Linked DNA regions of Anas platyrhynchos: region 1 is linked to region 2. Evidence: chromatin contacts called from public Hi-C data. All regions are on one chromosome and are shown on one strand. The core of a region is the stretch at or near the end of the contact, and the rest is flanking DNA. Distances in the headings are between cores, read along the strand shown.

Region 1 (3,130 bases), core at 323-2,822, 150 kb after region 2:
TCAGCTTGATGGGAAACGGCAAACACAGCACAGAAACAAAGCATCAGCCAATCCTGATCAGATGAGTTCGCTCCCTTTTAGACATCAAATTGGGCTCTCTGAGACTTGATTTACCAGTAATGATAAACAGGCCTTAAAAGAAGTTCTGCACCCATCCCCAAAACCCTTACTGTAGGATATTTTCACCCATCCATATGCTAGCTCCTTAACGAATCCCCTTTGCTCTGAACGTCACGCAAACTTTTAGTACTTTGCACTGAATAGGAGGGAAGAAAGAACAGCAAAGCACAGGATAAAAGAGCATCTTCCTGCCCAGTTAATAGATGATTTCTTTGGCTCTACCATGTAGTCCACCAAGCACACAACACACAGCTCTGTGACCGATGGCAGCAGACAAGGCCTTGTGAATAGATGTTAACAAGACAAAGGAAAAAAAGCTTGGATCTCTCTCCCTTTCACAGTTCTGGTTGGTTGTTGTTGTTTTTTTTAAGGCAATACAAAGACTTAAAACCAGTCCCCAGTCCTACCTCTGACTGTTCATCTAAGAATTGCAAAACAGGAGCTGGAGCTTTCCTCAGTAATGAAGCTTTGGGAAATACAAGCCCATGAGAAGCAGTTTCCCACACCTTCCGAATCTCAACAAGTGCATGAATTGGTAACCACAAAACACTTTTCTTACAAGCATGATGCACAACCCCGACGCGAGAGCATCCCTACTCCTCCCAGTCTCTCACCAGTCTCTTCCTGACTCTACTCCTCCTGCTTTTTTCTTCTCCCAGCTCCTCAGTCTGATGAGCAAACACCTTCCAAAGGGCCAGGCTAGAGGATAACACAAGCTTAAGCCACAAAATCCATGTCACTGGTTTAGAGAAGACAGTTTTATGTGAAATACAGTAGTGACTAAATGAGCCAAAAAACATATCAACTTCTCTGAAACACAAATCATTTGTAAACAACAAGTCTCTTCTCTCCAGGAGCCTGGAAGCAAAACAGTGCTTTCAGTCTCTCACTCTCTCCAGAGAATGAAAAAAAAAAAAAACAACACAGAAACACACTTAAAGGTTTCAGTTTGAAAAATATGCTGGAGTGAAAAACATTTTTGTTCACTGCTTAGAGCTTCAAATGAAGCAACGCCAGGTTTTAAAATTCTTTCCCCAAACTAGCATTTAAACACGGTAGCTACAGATTCCTCCCATTCACAAAACTCAGCTTTGTGTCCCATGATTACCATAGGAACAACGCTGTTATCTGCCCTGTGATCCTGACAACCGGGGACTGCAGCAGAGTGCCGCCGTCATTCCTGATCTATGACAGCTTTGAAAGAACAGATAACGCCGTGGGATTACTGCACACCGACAAACCCTTCCGCTACCAGCTCACCCAACCACCTTAAACTGCCTGTGCTGCAGCTTGTTTGTTTGCTTTGGAGGTGGAAACAAGGCGCATTTTACAGTTGTTCAAACTCCAGGCTGCAGTAACAACAAGTAAGCTCCAGCTGGCTACGAAGTATGCGGAACACGGAAACGCTGGGGCACCAGCCAGGCTAAGGCAGCACACGAGCAGCCAGCAGCACAGCACAACAACCCCCCGGGCACCCTAGAGGGCGCAGGCGATGCTACAGTGTCACCACAGTTACAGAAGGTATTGCTCTGTGCCTAGAGAATGCCACCCCGCTGTGTGCACCTCGAGGTGCTGCTGCTCAGTGACAGCTAAAGTCCCGCCTGGTTGTGCTTACCGGTCGGGTTGGTGAGCTGTGGTACATGCTCTGAAACTGAAGGTCTGCAGCATGGAGTCTCTAGTGGGATGTCATTGCAGCTGTTTCAATGCTTTAAGGATAATAAAAAAGCTGGAGTGCAATTTTTTACAAAGGTATGTAGTGACAGGACAAGGGGTAACGGCTTTACACTAAAAGAGGGTACATTTACATCAGGTGTAAGGAAGAAATTCTTCATGCTGAGGCACTGGCACAGGCTGCCCAGAGGAGCTGTGGATGCCCCATCCCTGGAGGTGCTCAAGGCCAGGCTGGATGGGGCTTTGGGCCCTGGGCTGGTGGGATGTGACCCTGCCCATGGCAGCGGGGTGGAAATGGGTGGGCTTTAAGGTCCCTTCTAACCCAAACCATTCCATGATTTTATGTTTCTTTTTCAACAGCTCCTCACAAGACAAATACATCTCTCAACTCAGCTAGCATGGCAAGGGCCTTTCAGTTTCTTCAAACAGAAGTAGCTATAGTGGATAGAAAGAGGTAAGAAAGTTACTTCTTGCAAAACAGACTAATCACAGTTGAGAAGACTGGGAAGCCTAAGTGGTAGGCCTTGGTTTGGACATTCAGGGCAAGTAATAAGGGAAAATGGAGCTTTAGCTCAGAGTATCATCAGGATCTTTTTCTCTCCCATATCTGGGAAGTTCTTTCCTGTATCCACTGAAGTCATCATTTTACTAAGATAAAGACCACTGGGTCTGTAGTATTGCTTTACGTATGTTAAGGTTGGTTCACAAGATGCAAGGTCTGGTCAGGTTTGTTTGTTTGTTTTTTTATGTAGCAAAATAGTAAAAGATATTACTGGGGGGGGGGTGTGGGAGGAATGCCTTGTGCCTACAGCACAAACAATACCAAGCAAACTGGTCTCTGCTATGACAGGAAAGGAAAATGAGGAATGCAAGTTTGTGGAGGTGTGTCCTTGAGCGCTTACCATTTGTCAGACCCCTATAGATGAGCTATATTTAGTGGGTATTCAGGACAATATTAAGTGTACAGTAGAGATGATCAAGTCATACAAATGAGCTGCTTTCTATGAAACTGACCTAGTAAGGAAGGTATGGCAAAATTAGTCTTTGACACTACACTCCTGGAGAAAAGTATTGGCTTTCTGTTTGCACTCAAAAGCTGTAGCACCAATGTTCTTCCCTATCAAAGAAGGGATAGAAATAATTAAAACTATTCAAGTTGTCAGTGATCATAAGATGCTTGTGACAGTTTTATGAAAATGTAACCAGAAATCGACACATCATCTATTAGGAGAAGTCTCCAGGCATGACAGATTTTCCAAATTAGCTCATAAACAAAGGGTTGTGTGTCCAGAATAGATTTACACTCACCTGGAAGCACAAGAGGAGCAAATTATTTCTA
Region 2 (2,776 bases), core at 263-2,762:
GGAAAGTACTTTGTCGCCTTTCACACTAATTTAAAACTTGAACTGAAGCCATCTTTAGCGTTAACAAAATCCATCAGACCATACGCTGTGTCAGTCACTGCCCCTTGCAATCTCTGAAGGCATTTTGGCATCCAGTAGCACAGACACTGACATCCGGGGAGGCTGAGTTCATCCCCGAAGGTCCTTTAGGATTTCATACTGCTGCAGTCTTGAACAATCAGGTCCTAAATCGGTGACAAGTACATCAGACAGAACAGGGAATAAGCTGGCATTTGGCTCTAGCTTACATGAACATTGCTAGATGGGAATGGTGAAATTGTTGATGATGATGTGAAGAGGGCCGAGGTGCTCAGTAAATATTTTTGTTCTGAATTTGGAAACGAGAAGAATCGTGCACTGATGTCATGAGGACAATGCACTTTCCATCCCATTAGTAACCAAGGAGGCTATTAAACAGCATTACTGGAGACAAATATTATTACCTTACCAGGTCCAGGCAACTGGCAGCCTTACAGCTGAACCAAAGCAGATCTAAGGATCTCTGCCCCTCTCCCACTTCATCCTGGAGGACTGCAGACATTTTAGAGGACTGGAGAAATGCTGCATTTGGATAAATCATTAAAAAAATAACTAGGGCAACTAAATAATTTTAAGCCAGTTAGCAATTCTGGGCAAAGTAATGAAATGCTAATACAGAAATCAGCAAATAGTATCAGTGTGAATAGCATGGGCCAACGTGGTTTATGGGGAAAAAAAGTCTTCTGAAAGAAACTTGACTTTCCCTTTTCATTAAATTATTGGTTTCGTTGATAACAGCGACAAAACAGATGCAAGCTATTTGTCTTTTGTGGATTGTTCAATCATGCAATCCTCTCACTATAAATCATGGCAATATCTAATAACATAAAAGTCCAAGGTAAGTGAATTAAGAACTGACTAATTGGCAAGTCTTAAGTAAAATACAGCTCTCAGTGAAGACTTGCCAGGAAACAGAAGTGTAGCCAGGTTCTGATACTGCATCCAACACCACTTAACTTCATTTTCTAAGGTGAGGGCTTTGTGCAGCTTGTGTAAAATAGACTCCAATTAAAAAAATTGTGATGTCATGATTCATAGGAATGCTCACTGAAGCTGGTTTGTACCACTGCCTCCTCTGCAACTGGCCTGGCCTGGGCCTAAAATGGAAAAATGCCACTGTATAACCAGATGGCAGCTCAGGTATATGAAATCCAGGCCAGGAGCTCAGCCCTGGGACCTCTCTCCCTGCTCGGGCAGAAATGACAAATGATGTTGTTGGACTCAGAAGCAAGTCGGTCTGAGCAGTTCCCCTGCAGCCTGGCTTTGGCATATGTGCAGCACCCCCAAATCCCCCTCTCACACTCTCTGCTCTCCAGAGATGGGACATCTTCTCATGGGTTTCCTCCTGGAAACCTCCCAGCACCGTGTGTGCTGACGCAGCTTCAGGGACCCAGGGGAGCGCACGAGACGCAGAGTTTGGGATTATGGGTTTCAGTCATCAAAACAGTCATGCTGGGAATATTTAGCACAGCTGAGTGCTTCGTCTCTGCTCTGACGGCTTTTGCTGGACAGCATAAAAATAGAAAGCTGGGAAGTAAACATGGACATGTTATCGTCCTTACAGGGTGAGATTTCACATCCCTGAGAACTCAGGCTCCAAATTTCACTTCTGGGGCAGGAAGAAAGGCAAGAGAGGCTTTGAACACCCTCATGCAGTAAGAATAGATCCCTGGAAGTCTATTTATATTAGCAGAGGGGCTGACCGTGTGCATTTATTCTGCTCTGTGTAATTAGCACCATTGCCTCCTGGTAATTGTTTTACTCTCCACCAAAGATTACACAGCCATTAACCTGGAAGGGAGAGAAAAAGAAAAAGTAGGGGCATGTGGGAAAGGCTTTGAACACCAAATTCATTCACCAGTTAGGAACAAAAGAGCATATTTAGAAGGTTAATTAACAAAAAATCTGTCTCAAGGCAACTGCAGCTTACTACTAATGGATACCATGAAAATTCATAAATTTGCTGCTGCAAACGAGGGTTTGCTGACTCCAGACTGCTGCATTGGGCTCTTCCCTCTCTGCTCCTTTGCAATACAATGGTAAGTGATGTCCAGAAAATCCCCTTGTTCAAGCAAAGGGCTAAACTCACGCTGACTTGACCGAGGGAAGTTTTTGCATGCTGTGTCCTGGTCTATCACAGATGCGCGTCGCCTCGTGTGCAGAGCAGTTTGAACAGCAGTCCTTGATATTGGAAGGGGAACTCAAAGCCTAAATTTAGACCTAAAATTTGCACTGCCAGATGCTTTTTGGGCAGCACACCAGCCTTTGCATAGCTCTCATTGCAGTACGGTTCACACTATGCAGGTTCTTGGTACCCAGGGACCACCAAAGGCAGCCACAAGCAGCAGAGTCAGTGCAGGATGAGCAAGAGACCCAAGAGGAAGAGGCCAGCGAGGCAGCAGCATGGCTCTGGCCACAGCTCAAGTCAATGCCTAGAGAAAAAAAATAAATAATAATAAAAAAAAAATATATCTGTCCTTCTTCTCAGCATGACCAGCCATTCACAGCTCAGAAACCATCTGCATGCTTTCTCTCCACAGGTTTCTCTCCTGTTTCAAACTTGCCCGGTGTCTCCTTGGACTCTGGATAATTTTTATCATTTGCCTGTGTGGCAAGGGGTTTCACAGCTGAGCACGCAGCATTGCACTGAAGAGACACAAAATGTGTAGGGTACAGAGTACAGTGGGCTCCCTGTTAC

Evidence for each region. Hi-C and Micro-C count contacts between places; a contact is called where the count stands out from the background.
Region 1: a contact with region 2 is called in a Hi-C map of skeletal muscle, with 8 times the contacts expected there. The contact joins two enhancer-like sites. A contact is called at or near these places in 7 of 8 Hi-C or Micro-C datasets (F1 follicle, F5 follicle, liver and 3 more).

What each region holds. Positions count from the first base shown.
Region 1 is chr5:9,287,314-9,290,443 of IASCAAS_PekinDuck_T2T, forward strand. The region is part of intron 3 of SIVA1 (SIVA1 apoptosis inducing factor); the gene reads right to left. Among named protein-coding and RNA genes, the nearest start is that of SIVA1, 3.8 kb to the right of the region's middle. Within about 2 kb of position 1,573, at least 3 of the 8 cell types and tissues checked have an H3K27ac peak or open chromatin away from gene starts, as enhancers often do.
Region 2 is chr5:9,137,524-9,140,299 of IASCAAS_PekinDuck_T2T, forward strand. LOC140002571 (a long non-coding RNA gene) reads right to left here. Exons shown (of 6, transcript XR_011809442.1): 3 at 1-2,510. Among named protein-coding and RNA genes, the nearest start is that of CEP170B, 11 kb to the left of the region's middle. Within about 2 kb of position 1,513, at least 1 of the 8 cell types and tissues checked has an H3K27ac peak or open chromatin away from gene starts, as enhancers often do.